Regions from separate parts of the Mus musculus genome. Here regions 2, 3, 4 and 5 are each linked to region 1. A link is a contact called in public Hi-C and capture Hi-C data. All regions are on one chromosome and are shown on one strand. The core of a region is the stretch at or near the end of the contact, and the rest is flanking DNA. Distances in the headings are between cores, read along the strand shown.

The links. A called contact is a pair of places that touch in the nucleus more often than the background predicts. Capture Hi-C pulls out chosen DNA fragments and counts their contacts.
Region 2: a Hi-C map of cortical neurons shows a contact between it and region 1, with 3 times the contacts expected there. The contact joins the promoter of Htr5a here to the promoter of Dpp6 in region 1. A contact is called at or near these places in 1 of 39 promoter capture datasets (hippocampal neurons), 3 of 484 Hi-C or Micro-C datasets (cerebral cortex and cortical neurons) and 1 of 115 datasets of contacts at active chromatin or transcription factors (astrocytes).
Region 3: a Hi-C map of cortical neurons shows a contact between it and region 1, with 3 times the contacts expected there. The contact joins the enhancer-like site here to the promoter of Dpp6 in region 1. A contact is called at or near these places in 3 of 484 Hi-C or Micro-C datasets (cerebral cortex and cortical neurons) and 3 of 115 datasets of contacts at active chromatin or transcription factors (SST interneurons, embryonic stem cells and forebrain).
Region 4: a Hi-C map of cortical neurons shows a contact between it and region 1, with 3 times the contacts expected there. The contact joins the enhancer-like site here to the promoter of Dpp6 in region 1. A contact is called at or near these places in 2 of 484 Hi-C or Micro-C datasets (both in cortical neurons), 3 of 115 datasets of contacts at active chromatin or transcription factors (embryonic basal ganglia, forebrain and stem cell-derived neural progenitor cells) and 1 of 9 other capture datasets (embryonic stem cells).
Region 5: a contact with region 1 is called in a capture Hi-C map of embryonic stem cells, with 5 times the contacts expected there. The contact joins the promoter of 4930584F24Rik here to the promoter of Dpp6 in region 1. A contact is called at or near these places in 3 of 39 promoter capture datasets (embryonic stem cells and stem cell-derived epiblast-like cells) and 1 of 9 other capture datasets (embryonic stem cells).

Annotation. Positions count from the first base shown.
Region 1 is chr5:27,047,520-27,050,728 of GRCm38.p6, reverse strand. It overlaps Dpp6 (dipeptidylpeptidase 6), which reads right to left and starts at 1,530. Exons shown (of 26, transcript NM_207282.3): 1 at 916-1,530. The coding sequence starts at 1,140.
Region 2 is chr5:27,840,220-27,843,428 of GRCm38.p6, reverse strand. Htr5a (5-hydroxytryptamine (serotonin) receptor 5A) reads right to left here and starts at 1,482. Exons shown (of 2, transcript NM_008314.2): 1 at 240-1,482. The coding sequence starts at 980.
Region 3 is chr5:27,731,119-27,734,327 of GRCm38.p6, reverse strand. No RefSeq gene overlaps it. Among named protein-coding and RNA genes, the nearest start is that of Paxip1, 59 kb to the left of the region's middle. Within about 2 kb of position 1,692, at least 24 of the 459 cell types and tissues checked have an H3K27ac peak or open chromatin away from gene starts, as enhancers often do. A contact at or near this core is called in SST interneurons, cerebral cortex and cortical neurons, where this site is marked.
Region 4 is chr5:27,675,833-27,679,041 of GRCm38.p6, reverse strand. All of the region lies in intron 16 of Dpp6 (dipeptidylpeptidase 6), which reads right to left. Among named protein-coding and RNA genes, the nearest start is that of Paxip1, 110 kb to the left of the region's middle. Within about 2 kb of position 1,636, at least 25 of the 459 cell types and tissues checked have an H3K27ac peak or open chromatin away from gene starts, as enhancers often do. A contact at or near this core is called in cortical neurons and forebrain, where this site is marked.
Region 5 is chr5:26,491,654-26,494,862 of GRCm38.p6, reverse strand. 4930584F24Rik (RIKEN cDNA 4930584F24 gene) reads left to right here and starts at 1,549. Exons shown (of 5, transcript NR_029445.1): 1 at 1,549-1,621.

The sequences.
Region 1 (3,209 bases), core at 281-2,780:
ATACTGCACTGCTGTCTTTAAGGGCCTGCCTGAGGACTCACCTGGGAGTTGTCTTCTGTCCCTGGGAACAAGTCTCAGGAAAATCACTCCCTGAAAGTCCTAGTGGTACCAACTGCTGGGAGGGCTCAGTACAAGACCTTTGACCCATTTCTGTGGCCACTCTTACCCTGAAAGAATCCTTGATTGCTAGGTGAATATGCAAATTCAGTCTTTGAAGCTCAGACTTCCAGCCTCAATAGTAAGAGACCCCTCTGAGAACTTCTTTAGGAAGGAGCATGGTCCAAGTTGAGTTGCTGGATCACAGGCATGCAGCCCCAATTAGTATGCGTAGTGAGAGCTTTATTGGGTCTGGGTCAGAGGCCAGGGCTCTAAAGCCAGGACTTCTTTTTTATAAGAGCACCATAGGTCTAATCCTTGGGTGTAGAGAGAAGGTGTCTGGGGACAGTGAAAGGGGGGCAGAGTGGAGAGGAGAGGAGGGTCATCTCGGTTGGATAGTTGCTGTGACAAGTGGTAGGAAGAGAAAAGCAGCCTGAACTAGCTGTTCCCCGAGCCATAAAGCAGAAAATTAAACTAAAAACACAACTCCACGCATACACACATCTAATTCCCTGAGAACCACAGCAGGCTGCCGTTACAAACAGACATCTAGTGAATTCCAAGCATAGTCCACATCCCAGCAGGCGCAGCTCCAAAAACCTTCCTGCTACCAACTCCTGGCCACCACCGCAAAGATCTGCTCTGGACTATGATGACTGAGATCAGGAGCCAAGGAGAGTGTCTGAGCACGATCTGGCACATCAGGAAGGAACGCAAAGATTGGCACAGGGGACCCAGAGACCCTGAGGAGTAGTCAGGCCCGTGCATCCCGCCGATGCTCCCACCACCACCGCCACCCACCCACCACGATGCTCTTACGTCCTCCTCGTCACAGTCGCTCCGCGCCTGGTACTGGAACCGGGGCCGGCCACCAGCACCGCCGCGCTCCCTGGGCGCCACCGCCTGCGCCTGCGGCCCAAGGGGCTTCGGGCCCGCGTCCTCCTCGGGCCCCTGGCCACCCAGAAGGCGACTGGCCTCCGGGGGCGCCGGAAAGGAGCGCGAGGTGTTGATCTTGCCGGTGAACCTTTGGTACAGCGAAGCCATGGGCCGCCGTGCGCTGGCTCACTGGTTAGGATGCTTCGTAAAAAAATTTCCTTTCTCTCTGTCTCTCTTTCCACTCCCCACCCCCTCCAGCAGAAAAGCGAGAAGGGGGAAAAGGAGGCGGTGGGGAAAGAAGAAAGGCGAGCCCGGCCGCTCCGCGCCACACGCGAGTCGAATCGCCTGGGTGTTGAGCGACTCTGCCTGGCTCAGCTTCTCCGCCCCCTCCCCGGCAGCGCAGAAGCCAAGGGTCGGAGTGATCGCTTTCTCTTTCTGCTTTTTTTTTTTTTTTTTTAAGTCCTCGCCATGGCCATGTTCGGCCTCACTAAAGAGGAAAGCAAGATACCAGAAGCACACTAAGGGAGGGGACATGTCTAGACCCCATTATTTGGCACCAACTAGATACCAGCTCCTCTTCTCATCCCCGCCCGGCCCCTTACAGCTCCTCCTTTTCCTTCTCAGTAGGGTAGCCAGCTCCCGCTGTAGCGGTGGCACCAGGGAAGCTCCAGTCCCAGGAAGACTCCTTCTCATGTCAGTTGGGTTGTGGATGGGGGTTCAGGGCTGGGGCACTCATAGATGGACTGGAGGCCGTGTGTCCCAGCGAGAGAGAACAGCATTACAAGAGGCCAGAGCTGAGCAAAGAAACCTTAACTGCCTTGGGGCCCCGGGGCTTCCGGATCGTGGCTCCCATAGCATCTAGTTTGGGTTGCAGGGCACAGCTGTTTTCCAGTGCCTGACAGGCACTCCCGCCTAGTAATGTTCTTCTGGATTTGGGGCTTTGCTTAACTTTGACAAAGACCCTGGAGAGCCTGGGTAGAAATGCAGTTGAAGGGCATAGGAGGAGCCACTGAAAAGAAGGAAGGCCTGTAAAGTGTAGGCTCAGGGAAACATTTGTTCCCGGACCCACCTTCCTTCATCACCTAAGATTTTTTTTATTAAAAAAAAAAGATATATTTTCTTTTGATCATCTGAAGAAGGGAAGGGCAAGTCTAGAACAGGCAACAGAACTCCTGGTTAGGCTTATTTCAAGCCTCATGAACAAGGCCTTCCCAGAGTATGTCTGGCTCCAGCCTGCCTGTCTTTGTGTAAATACAGGGGAAACGCTAAAGCGCTTGGAAGTCAGCAACCTTTCCAAACCTTGTTCCACCCCATTTTGACATTGAGATGCAGTGAGAGGGGCTCTTTGACACTGAACGCTGTGCAGCACATAGGGCTTCCAATAACAAACTCATTTGGTGCATTCGAGCGTGCTCAAGTGCCCTCGTGTGGAGAGATGCGCAAATTGTGTCTGACTGTTAGTCTAGGCCATGTCTGGCATCTCCCTCTACTTGCATCCTGGATTCCTCCCTGTAGGCTTCTGGAACCCTTGTTTTTCTTGAGCCTCTGGGCACTACTGGCTTTTGGCTGCTCCACCTCCTTCTTTGTCCCCTGATCCAGGCCTTAGAGGCTGAGCTGCGATAAGCTAGCTCATTCCTTACACCAGCATCACCATGGGTTGGGACTTTGGAGAGACTCACAGGAATTCTAGCACCTGCCCACAGTCATAGCTGCCCCCACCACACACACACACACACACACACACACACACACACACACACACACACAGCCCCCCCCCCACACACACAGCCCCTCCCGCCCACACCTACAAACACAGTGAGCCCATTTGATGTTGCCCACTACCCCGTGGTGTTCTATGAGCCTTCCTAGCTTCCCTGTCAGTACTGAGAATTTTTAAATCATAGGGGAGTTAGTGACTCAGAAGGCCTAGGACCTCAGACCCTCCCTGGCTCAAGCCTGGAGAGAGCCTTACAGAACCCTCGGTGGAGGAAGTTGTGCTGCCCTGTTTAAGCTTAGCTTTCTGCTGTAACTGCCTCTCATTCCTTCCAGCCTTTCTCTCCCAAGCTCTCAATGTGGATGTTCATTTTCCATAGAATTTTGTTGGCCCATCCTGTTCTCTGCAGCTGTTGAGCCCATCACGAATAAACAGCTACTAAAGCACATGAGAGACATTTCCCTTTAAAAAGAAATAGGAAGAGATTGGGGCTGCATCCCAGCCGCTACTCCCACCACGCCAC
Region 2 (3,209 bases), core at 233-2,732, 790 kb before region 1:
CAAACCCCTCATTTTTCAAGAAAGAAAACAATCCCCCAGACATTCAGTATGGGAGGGCCTCTGTAATTCAGTGCTTAGAGCAAAGGGAGTCTCTGGCTCTTGAGCCCCCCCTTCCTCCCTCATCTACCTCTCCCCAAACTGGAGAGTTTTACCTTCCACAGACATAAGGTGAAGTGCGCTGCAAGAAAAGCCTGTGAGATACAAGTGACGTATTTTCTAACGATCCTTATAGCACCCACCTCCACAGCTTCGGGTACGGGGGAGACGCTGTTGGTCTTCCTGGAGCCCATGCGGAATTTCGCCGCCCTGTAAATTTTCCAGTACACAAAGAGCACCACGCACAGCGGCAGGTAGAAGGCACCCACGGTGGAGAACACGGTGTAGGAAGGCTCGCGACTGACTTGGCATTCCTCACTGGGCTCAGAATAAGTCTCTCCCCAGCCAAATAGCAGTGGAGCCAGAGAGATGACAGTGGAGAGTGCCCAGGTGAGCAGGATCATCACATTGGAGACACGCTTGCGGGTACGGAGTGTGTACTCCAGGTGGCGCGTGATTGACCAGTAGCGGTCCAGAGCTATTGCTGTCACATTCCAGATGCTGGCAGTACAGCAGAGCACGTCACATGCGATCCACAGCTGGCATAGACGCCGGCCCAGCTGCCAGCGGCGCCCAGACAGCTCATGTACCAGGCTCAGTGGCATAACCAGCACAGCCACTAGCACATCCGAGATGGCCATGGAAGCTACCAGGTTGTGTGGTACTCGGTGGAAGGTGCGTACCTTGAGGATGGTAGCCAGCACCAGCAGGTTCCAAGTGAATGTGGCCGCAGCTAGAAAGCCCAACAAAGTCAGGACTAGCACTCGGAAAGCTGAGAGAAAAGGCCGACTAGGGCGCAGGACTTCCGTGTCCAAGCTGCGGTTAGGTTCCAAAGAGGAGGGAGTAGAGAGAGAAAAGGAGGTCAAGTTTACAGGCAGATCCATTGCTGTCCCAGGACACCTGTGTTTAGACTGTGTTGCCACCGAGCCCACTGAAGTCAATCTAGATGTTTGCGACCGATGGCCAATGGAGAGGATTTTGCTAAGAGCCAAGAACCTGGCCTCAGTCTCCACCCAGTCAGAGTCCGGAGGAAATTGTAGCAGAGAGGAGGGTGCTGGGCTACAAGCAGCGCAGCCCAGGTATCCTTAGAGATATGGAAAGCGGACTCAAGGGGCTGAATCTAGAAGCCAGGGCCCGCCTTTGCTATCACATGCCTGCTGTTCCTCACCTAGGCGGAGACTGTTGTCTGGTCGCCTGCAGCAGAGCATCCTTGAGGTCGGCCCCCGCCCAGTGCAGGGTGGATGCCCAGAACTCAGCTAGTGCGTCAGAACAGTCGCTGGTCCAGGGTTGCTCCTTGCCCACCTCCCCCCTCTCCCGGCAGTGGCTCCGAGGGGTGGGGGTTGGGGACTGGAAGCCACGTAGATACCTGCTTTCTGGAGATGGCCTTCTGCCCTGTCCTGATCTCTCTCCACCGTGCCTGAGGCTGCTGCTCCGAGAGGGCACGCTGGCGCGCCCACCCAGACCTGCTTTAGCAAAGTGGGGCTCCCGCACTACGTAAGGCATCAGCTGATGAAGCCGCCTCTCTCCACCCGGCTCTCTGCATGGGAGTATTCAGCACTGGCTTTGTGTGCAGCTCAGTGCTTGGCGCTGTCCACGGTGCCGCTGCCTATACCAGCACGCAGCTTGGTGTCTATCCACAGTCCCATCGCTCTTTACCACTGGGTCAGTGGCCGGGAATTAATTAGTAAACTTTCCTAAACCCTTCTTCCAGCACTCATGCTCCCTCTGAAGGTGATTTTGAGACTTCGAGCCATTTGCTTGAAGTACAGGTGTCCTGGGTTAGGCTAACTAACCAACCAACTAACCAACTAACTTCCTAACAGCCTACTGTTGTTCCCTTCCAGGTTTCCGTATGTGGTTGCCTCCTAACTCGGAGAGCTCGGTGGCCTCACTTAAAGAGTTGTTTGTTTTAAAGGAGAAAGATTGATGACTGTTGGAGATAGGGTGCTTGTTTCCTGAGCTTAGAAAGAGGCTTACAGGAGCCTCTCTAGTGACTCTACAGAAGTTTCTATGGAAAAGAAGCTGGAGGGAATGGCTCAGCCATTAAGATCATTGGCTTCCCTTGCTGAGAACCTGCTTTGGTTCGCAGGACTGACTCACACAGTGGCCCACAACTGGCTGTAACTCCATGTCCAGGGGATATGACACCTTATTCTGGCTTCCACAGGCACCATGTACACATACAAGCATGTAAACATACACATACAACAAAAACAAACCCTAAAGAAAAAAAAGAGAAAATCTCTACGGCACTTGAAATGCTTGAAACATGCTTGAAAAGTATTGAGACAGTCATGATGGTTCAGCCCTTAATCCTAGCACTTGAGCTTGGGGCCGGTGGAGCTCTGCAAGGTCAGGGCCAGCCAGGGCTACATAGTGAGACTCCGACTCAAAAAATAAATGAAATAAAATTTAAAAAAATTACCCATGCATGCTTGTAAAACTATCAAAAGGTCTGACCTAGGAGTTTTCTTTGTTTCAGTGTAAGAGTTGAGGCCCAGAGCTTTGCACATACTAGGCAAAGAACACTGTCATTGAGCTACAGCCCCAGCCCTCAAGGAGAGAAGCAACTGCAGAAAGCTGTCTCTCTGCATGTGCACTATGGCTTATGACACCCACATACACACAGTACACACAGGAGCTTGTGTGTGTGCATAATAATAATAGTAATACATAAATAAGAGGATATGGTAGTACACATCTGTCATCTCAGCACTGTGGGCTAGAGATGGGCAGGTCTCTGAAGTGTACTGGTTGTCCTGGCCTAGCTGGAGAGTTCCAGGCCAATGACATAAAATAATGTGGACAGTGCCTACAAAATGATCACAGAAGTTGCCTTCTCTCTCTCTCTCTCTCTCTCTCTCTCTCTCTCTCTCTCTCTCTCTCACACACACACACACACACACACACACACACACACACACACACACACACAATTAGCCATTGACCCTTGGTAGCCCCATCACCTTTCACTGGATTTTCTTGGATCAAATTTTTCTGCAACAATACTAAGGTAATATTTGCTTTTTAAAAATGTTAATAGCCATGTTGGTGGTATAAATGTGGGACATGCTTCTGTTAAGGAGTGCTATGTACATACTTACATATGTGTT
Region 3 (3,209 bases), core at 443-2,942, 680 kb before region 1:
CAACACTGGAGGCATTTCGTCTGAATGAGTAGCATTACCTATAATACAATACCGACTATTGCAAGGACAAATCTGGAGCATTCATGCTATGGGATACCAAGGCTCCAGGAGACTAAGTTTCCATGAAACTTTTTGCCTCAGGACTGCATCCAAGCTTTTGGGCCTGTCACGCAGACTTCACTGGAGTGGGTGTGGCACCCTGCTGTACAGGAGAGCTGGGGATTTGGCTTAGGGCTTGGTCCAGGCGACTCCCAGGAATGGTACAGGGGCCCAGTGCAGGTAGGAAGTGACCCTCTGACCTTAGGTACCTTAGGCACTTTCCTCATTTTGGAATAATGGGAATTGTCTCTAGATGCTTCTCCTGACCCCACTTTGCTGTCAGTCCCTCTGCTTTTCAAGTCTCCAATTTTACCCTGGGTAACATCAAGATGGATACCATGATCAGATGTCATCATAAAGATAAGACAGAGAGATGCTCAAGCATGTGGCTGATACCCAGGGGTGGGGAGGCCAGATTCACCACCCACTGATACTTCACTTAAAGCCCCTACTGTGACACTGGGCTTTCCACCTAAGAGAGGTTCCTGTAGAGCAGCCTTCCCAGAGGGTGTGGACAGAAGGCCTAAGAGAGTGAAGCAGTGATACAAAGCAGACCCAACCCTCCAGACCCTTCTGTCAGGCTGTCCTGTCATCAACACCCACCTGTGTGGGTGGCTTTGCTTGTTTATGTAGTATGTATACATATGGGGAGTCCAGGAGATCGAAGTCATGTCATCAGGCTTGACAGACAGCAGGTGCCTTTATCTGCTGAGACATCTCACTGGTCTCATATTAGGGTTTTTCTGGAAGGCACTTTGTACCAATGAGCAAACTCCCAGGGCAGGTGCTGGCATGGTCTATGTCATCCCGTGGCGGGATAAGGTGTGGGTTCATAGACTATTAGCTTTCTTGGGTGGAGATTGTTCTGCTGATTGCCTGTGCACTCCGCTGATAGCATACCCCTGCTCTCAAAGCCCAGGGGTGTTTTATAGACAGAACACGTGAAGGGAATTTCATTGATAAACAGACTTCTGGTGGCTCTGCCTACTGTGAGAGCTGGCTAAGGTCCTGCCGACTGTCCTGTGTGACACTAGTGGTCCTCAGCGGCTTACTGTGTGTCCACAAGTATGGCTCCATCTCCTCTGGTTGTTTCCTGGTTCAGGATGGATTAGATGGGGTCTCTACTCAAACAAAATGATAAGTAACCATGGGGTGTTAGTATTTTCTCTAGGCTCCACCCAACAGTTACCTAGCAACAGCCACGTACTAGCTTGGCTCACATATAAGAAGTCTCTCTCTCTCTCTCTCTCTCTCTCTCTCTCTCTCTCTCTCTCTCTCTCTCCTTCTCTTCTCTGTCTCCCTCCTTTCTCTGCCTCTACCCCCTTCACCAGGTCCCTTTACTGCAAATATACTCTTTTATAATAAGCCTGTCTTATGGCTGGTTCTCAGTGGCCCTCCCAGGTGTTCCCTTCTGCCTCACCGCCATTTTATAAAACATAACATGAGGCTCCCCCACCCCATGCAGTTAGGGAGTTAGTGACATCTGATGTGTTATTTATAGGGTCTGAGACACAAGTGGAACAGAGCAGCTAGCTTGCTGCGGTCACTTCTTTCTCTGAGACAGTCATGTGTGACACAGTTTCTGGGAAACACGAAGAATTCAGTCTGGCTGGAGAAATACCAGTTAGCAAGCATGACACATCACAGCGAGCTGAGCTATAGCTTGTCAGGGCAGGCGACCTTGGGAATTCATGTCTTGACTTTACACTGAAGACATAGAGGGGGCCTGGCTGCCATTTCTCTGGCTCTGTAGCTGCTAGCAGCTGTCAGATCAGTACCAGAGCTGTGAGATTCTATTATCTGATATGAAGCCAGCCCTGCCTGCCATTAAGGCACATTTAGCCATAGAAAACTGAATGTCAAGGCCTTTGCTGGTTTGTGTGACTCTGGCTGACACAGAAGAAATTGAAGGGCAAGCCAGAGCCACAGGGAGCAGAAAGGCCTGCAGGTAGCCATAGAACTTCCTCCACTGTCTACCCAGAAGGCCCAGTCATAGAGGGTTTGCATAGGTGAGACCTCTGGTGTCTTGTGACGAGGTCAAGGGAATCCCTGGGTCCCACGAAGCAGCTCAGGTCTGGCCTCCTGCACTGGGGAGGAGGTGAGTGTCAATGATGGAGTAAACACTTGTCAGTTCAGAACAATGTCTATTTGTGATCTAGTTTCAGAGTGTCAGAGATCCACTCGGTTCCTGTGTGTCTCCAGCTCAGAGTCTCTGTGATGGCATCAAGCTGGTTATGGCAACTGCAGCCCTCACACAGCACCATGGAGCTGGGGAGCACCTGCTCAAGTTCATTCCTCATCTAGCTGCCTCCTAGCCACCTGGAAATCAGGCTAGGACCATGGGCATGTTCTCACAAGACCAGTTACCCAGATTAAGTGGGAAGAGCCAGACCAAGGGGGAGAGAGGGGAGGGGAGGGCAGGGGAGGGGAGGGTGTCCACAGGAACTGTAGAGCTCTTGCCTTCTCTGAACACTCTCTTCCATCATGGCTGGCCTCATGATTACACTCCAGTGTGGTAAGGGCCCTCACAATATGTGAGGATCCCAGAAAAATTCTTGGGAGCTGACAATAGGGATCCTGTCCAATGCCTTGGCACAGTGACTGAGCCAGTAAGGTAGAGATGTGCATGATTTCAGACTCCCTGGGGGCAGCAAGGAGAGAAGTAGGGCAGGAGACAGCACAGTTGTGCTGAGATGGGCAGAGCTGCTCTTCAGCAGCAATGCCAGGCCTTGATACCTCCTGTACCCCAGTGTATTCCTCATTACCCTGACAACACTGGGGCTCTTAGGCAGGGGGCTCCTGTGCAGTCGCCCACTTCCTGGGTCATTTCACTGCCTACTTGGTCTCAGCCTTGACTTAAATGTTACCTTCTCCAGGGCTCCCCCGACAGCACCCCACCCAGCCGTCCTCATGCTTTTAGAAGTCATGGTTTGTAGAAGTCTGCCTGTTTTGCTCTAAGTCTGCTCCTTGACCTTTCTGGGCTCACAGCATCAGGCTCTGGGTACCTATTGTGGGAACAACACCCTGCACAATTGCCTGTGGTACTGGTATGAATAGCTGTATTTCAGGGAGTTGGGATCCCATGGGTCTTGCCCCTGGGTCTCAGCCCC
Region 4 (3,209 bases), core at 387-2,886, 630 kb before region 1:
TATTCCCCTTACATCCCGGACACAAAATAAATGCACTAAAATAGAATTTAAAAATTAAAACTGAACTTGATGCCAACCTACAAAGTAGGTGTCATTATACTCCAGGGTTATGGCTGCCTGCACTCCCTGGTTTGCACACTTCCCCTCAGCCTTTGCTGTTCCATGCCATTTCCTCTCACACCAGTCCTCCTCTGGCTGCCCCTTTCCCTCCTCTTCGTCTGTCACAAACAGCCACTGCTCAACTGCCTACAGCTTTGCTTCTTGGTTCTGTAATAAACTATCCTGAGAACAGCAACTTCAGGAGGAAAGGGTAGAGGCTGCAGAGATGGCTCAGTGGTTACGAGCACTGCTGCTTTTCCAGAGGTCCTGAGTTCAATTCCCAGAAACCACATGGTGGCTCAGAACCACCTATAAAGGCATCTAATGCCCTCTTCTGGCATGCAAGTGTGCATGAAGACAGAGCACTCATACATTTAAAAAGAAAGGTAGAAAGAAGAAAGAAAGAAAGGTAGGAAGAAGTAAGGAAGAGAGGAAGAAAGAAAGGAAGAAAAAGAAGGAAGGAAGGAAGGAAGGAAGGAAGGAGAAAGGAAGGAAGGAAGGAAGGAAAGAAGGAAGGAAGGAAGAAGGAAGAAGGAAGAAGGAAGGAAGGAAGGAAGGAAGGAGAAAGGAAGGAAGGAAGGAAGGAGAAAGGAAGGAAGGAAGGAAGGAAGGAAGGAAGAAGGAAGAAGGAAAAAGGAAGAAGGAAGAAGGGGTCTATCCAGGTTACTGACCCTCATTGCAGGAGGAACTTAAAACAGCTGGTCACATGCCCAGTTGAGGGCAGGGAGAATAAACGCATGCGTGTTTGTGCCCAGCTCATACTTTCTCCTCATTCAATCCAAGGCCCAGCCCGTGAAATGGTGCTGCCCACATTAAGGATAATCTTCCTACATAATTAGCCCAGTTAAGGAAACCTTCACAGACATGCCCACAGGCCAGGCCAGGCTAGAAAATCCCCCCGAGACTCTTTCCTAATGTGATTCTACTTTATGTCAAGCTGACAGTTAAACAAGTGCTTCCCTTTTTGTTTGTTTTGGTGCCACACTGTACCTTCTCCTATGCCCTTCATACTTCTGAACTGTTCACAGGTTCTCTAAGCCCTACCAGAAGGTAGAGAGGACCAGGCCTGAGCTGAGGCACTAGGGATATGCTGGTAACCAGCTAACCTTCTTTAAAGGTTCTTCCAATTTTTCTTCTCCTAGATTCTGGACTCCCTGAGGGTGGTCCTCCCTGTGTTTCATCTTCTTGTGTTTAACATTGAGCCTGGTGTCTGCCTCACACTCAATACCACAGAAGGACTTCTCAAGACCAGGGTTCAGTTCTGTGTCCCCTAGTGAGTCAGACGCATTCCAACCAGGTGGTGATGTTCATGCATGGGGAAACCCTGACACTAAGAACTAGGAAACCATGTACAGCCCAGCAGGGGTTCTTGTGTAGAGCAATGTGCAGGGCTGCAGCGCCCTCTTGTGTACAGGCCGTACCCAGGGCTTCGGCATGGAGATCTATGGGATTTCTGCAAAGGTTCAGCTTCACTGTGCACAGAGAGCAAACTAAGCAGCTGTGGTCCTCTGACAAGTGCAAGGAAGACCTGGCTCTCAGCCACTGCTGGGTACTGTGGGACTGACTCATCTGTGAAAGGTGGGGGTAGGGTTGGCTGCTGTGGTGGGAGGAGGTGAGCACTGGCCTCCTGTGGATGCTCTCCCAGTCACCCCATACATCCCTAAGTGTGTCAGCACCCGCCAGGGGCTATGCACCCAGAATATCTTGGCTCCAACAGATTTCCTGTGACACAGTGGGGGAGTGCCTTGCTGTCAGTCCCCACAGGGATGTTCCAGCACCCACAGAATGGAATGCCAGTTGGTTTTAAGTGTCCTCTCCCACCCCTTTAAACCCTTTGGTGGTGGTGGTATCCTCTCTCATCATAGATCTGGGTCCACACACAGAAGATTCTCAGCAACAAGCTGATGTAAACAGGAGGGGAGGTTACGGCTGGCTTAGGGGAAAGGTGATGTACACGGGAGGGGAGGTCATGACTGGCTTAGGGGAAAGGTGATGTACATGGGAGGGGGCACACCAGAGCAATCACCACAGTCCCTGCAAGACCCGCAGAGTCAAGGCTCACTGCAGAGACCAGATCTCATGTGGCCACTTGAAATTCCAGCTCAGCACCACCAGGATTTCTCTGGGGCTTTCTTCTATGTTCTCATGTGTTCAACCTCCATGCCCAATAACAAGGAACTTGGCTCTCATTATCACTGACATCTAACTCATCAAATCCACCCCCTGAGTGAAAACACTTTCAGCTATCATATGTGTGTGTGTGTGTGTGTGTGTGTATGTTAATCCTAACACTTCAGAGGCAGAGGCAGGTGGATCTCAAACTCTGTGAGTTTGAAGCCAGCCTAGTCTACATGGTGAGTTTGAGGCCATCCTGGTCTACATAGTGGAACTTTGTTTCAGAAAGAGGTAAGAAGGGATAGGAGTGACACAGGTGCAGTATTTCTATGTGTCCCTGCAATGAACAATATTTTCTATAACTCCTGCCCCCTAAGCTCTCCCACCATGTTTGCCTCCATATTCCATGTTGCATTCATTCCTATGGGTACCATGACATTACACCCTGGCCTATCTCTCACCATGGGTGGGCCCAGAGGTAGAGGACTACCCATATCACTGGGCTGGGCTTAGTCATTCCATGCTGGACTGTTCTGTGAGGATGCATGCTCTACCCCTGCCCAGGAAAGGCTTTGGGTAAGAGAATCAAGGAGAAGGGAGGAGAAGGAATGATAAGGGAAAAAGAGGCGATGAAGGTAAGGGGGGGGGGAGGAAGGGAAAAAAGAAAGAAAAGAAGAAAGGAATAGGGCACTTGTGATTTCATCATTCCATGGGTGCCTTCACATGTGTCCGAGACCGGGTGAGGTACAGCACCCACCCTGAGTGGGTCTCTGTGGCAACTCTTAAAACAGCAGACATTACCATTCCAAATGGAAACACATTATAACACAAAACTTCTTGTTACTATGGTTTAAATAATCTGTTAAAGAGTGGTGTCTAGGGGCCTGGAGGGGTGGCTCAGTGGTAACGAGCACTGACTGCTCTTTTTGAGGTCCTGAGTTCAATCCCCAGCAACCACATGGTGACTCACAACCATCTGTAATGGGATCTGATGC
Region 5 (3,209 bases), core at 300-2,799, 560 kb after region 1:
GGGCAGGGCAGGGGGTGGGGGTGCATTTAACCTGAACCACATACAACTGTGAGTTTCAACACAGAATTAACATACCCATGTACCATTTGATGCTAGTGCAGGAGGCTTTAAAATTAACTCTGCTTTAAACTCTAATTCCAAGATTTTAATCAGGTCTTGCCACCATTATCCAAAGGAAGAGTAAAACTTTGGATAGAGAGGACAATTTCTCACAGGAATGAATGATACAAGTCTGTCTGTAACCAAATATTGCCACGCATAGTGTGTTCCATAGTGGAAAGCCAGCAACAGCCACAACAATGCTATGGAGAAGAAAGCATATGGCCAGGCTCAGGACATGACAGTGGGTACCCCTTCCTCTGCTAAAGCCTGTCCTTCCATCAGACACTATGACTTCCTACAATCTCCACATGGAACCCAGAGGGTCCTTATTCTCACAAGTCCTGTTTCACGGGAGGCCATCTGAATGCAGGCACTCAGAGTATGACTCACTTAGAACATCCACAGACCAGAAGCTGGACTGTCTTTCTCCAAGGACAGAGCCAGGCTAATTCAGCCAAAGGTTTTCAAGCTGTTTGCAGTTAATGGCTGAGCCTTACAACATCCTGAGTCACTACAGAGAACACAGCTGGCCTCATGGCCATGAGCGGCCAGAAACCCCCAGTCTTGGGCATTGGTCATGTTTTCCAGCCATCATCCCTTCATAAGAAGCGGTGGAAACCTGGTGGGTGAGGGGATGCAGCTCTAGCAGAGGGGAAGCATGGACTTGACCAAGAATCCTTGGTCATAGCAGGGCTAACAAAACCAGCCCACTGCATAACATGCCAGAACAAGGGGACAGAGTGCTTGGCACATCTCTGGACAGCATGGCCATCCACACAGTGACTATTTGGGTGGAAGTTTGGCTGAGGATGGACAAGTAAAAGCAAGTGCTCCAGGAGTCTGCCCCTCACAAGCTGGGCTCTGCTAGCAGCACCACCTACTGTGATTCATTCATGCTGTATATACTTATTCTTTATTCATCCGTGTGCTTTTTGTTCTGCTCACTTTAAGCCTCAAGGCCATGGACATGGCCAGAAATCAATAGCTACAATCCACAACCCACCTAAGCCAATAGATTGGAGATGCATGGAGATGAGATTAAGAAACAAGGTATGGTTGCTATTGGAGCCAGAAGGGGCAGAAGATGGCACCCTGCAGGCTGAGCAACAGCAACGAACCATAAAGGCTATAGAAAATCTAAGATGAAGCAGAGTATGAGGTTCAGACATGGGAGCTGAGGATCACCATTATCATCTGTGTCCCTCTTCTCAGCTTTGATAGTATCTATCAGAAAATGAAGGACTAACCAGAGAGGCATGTAGGTGAAGGGTCTATGAGAAATACTTTCAGCTACTTCCCCAATGCTAAGTGCTTCTTAGGATGCTTGCACAGCAGAGAACAAAGGTAGACCAAGCTGGGAGATAACTGAAGCCTGGATGTCCCCATGATTCTTAGAAGTGAGGTGAGACCTCTGTGACCTCACAGGGTTGCTGATCTAGTAACCACAGTGTTCTTAGCCCGAGGGCAACTCAGAGTCCAGCAAGAAGGGCTGGGATTCACAGCAAGCTCATGTGTCTAGGTAAGTTTGGGCTGATTTCCAGGATGGATACTACTCAAAACTAATTGTGTGTGTGACTCACTCAGTGTGAGGCACTTCTTCAATGGGCCCTGAAATGGGGTAGACTGAAACATAGATAGGTAGTTGAAATATCTCTGCCTTAGGGCAGTTCATCCTAAGGAAAGCTAGAAATAACAGGGATCAGAAATTTCAGCAGTGAGACTAGCCCCCCAAGCACACAGTGGTGGAACCCCTCCACTCACCAGGCAGGGGGGCCTTAGAATGAAGCCATACAGATGGACCTGGACCTGGACTCCAGCCTCCAGCCCAAGTAAAGAAGGATGAAGAGTTTGTTTGCAGGCCCACATTTGACCATTACTGAGCTTGTCTAGGAAAGGTAGGAAAAGCAGCCGGGGTACTGATCTCTCACCTTCCCCGAGGGCTTCAGTTCCTGGCTATAGCAATCTTTTTACTTGTACTCAGATGACTTCCACATAGAGGAACAAACATCTATGCCACTATCACAGAAAACACCATGGCAGCACTCTCCAGTCTAATTCTGTACTTATATACATGTTTACACGTTTTCACTTGTGCGTGTGTGTGTCCTGTTCTCAGGATCACATCCGTGTGTGAAAGTGAATGTAGATGACTTTGAATGAGGTCACTTATCTTCCTTTACCAACATACACACTGTTACATGAGACAGGGTAATTCATGTTCAGGCTTCATTAATAAGATGACACCCTCACCACACGTACAACCTCCCAATTTCTGGGACAGTGTGCTCAGCCCAATGTGGGGAGACATGGTCATTCCTCCTACTACACTCAGGCACATAGGAAAATCTGGACAGGGGTGTGGTCAGCTCTCTGTTACCTCATATACCAGCTCATTGTCATGGTAAAATCTGTGGCCTTGATGGAGAGAGCACAGTGTCTGCTGGGATAGGCTGGGATTCAGAAAGAATCACAGGTGTGTATGGAGCTTTGGCCTATGTGGTAGGAGAAATACATACAGGGTTCCTGGGATGAAGGTCTAATTTAATTTCAGTGTGCTATTCTGTTAGGTAGGAGCGTAGAGAGTAATTTTAAAAAGGATGCTTGCTCCTTCTTTGGCACTCTCTCAGCCCCTCGAGGCTAGTTCCATCAAGCCACCAACAAGGAGGTGGGTCTCACTCAGCTCTACACTATTGTCAGCCAACTGCCTACTAGCTAATGTTTTTCCCACAATGCTGGGAGCCATGACTGCTCTACATTGACCATCCACACTGTGACTGGCTCTGCTGACTGCCAACAAACGCCGTGTGGCTGCACCCTCTCTTACCCACCTGAGTCGTCACAGATGGAAAACACCGATCTTAATATTTAAAATCTTCCAGATGTCACAACCACTGGGCTCAGAATCTATTGTCCTAAACTCATTAGCTATTCTATGTTGCAATTCTTCTGGTGGCAGAGGCTACCACAGGGTCTAACAGCCCCTAGGCCTACATGGTGTCTGTCTTCTCCACTCCACTTCCTGGTCCAAAATACCCTGTCTCTATATCGTGTCCTCCTCTTCCTCCTAGGACCTGAAAAATCCACCTCTCTATCTTTGCCCCACGTTT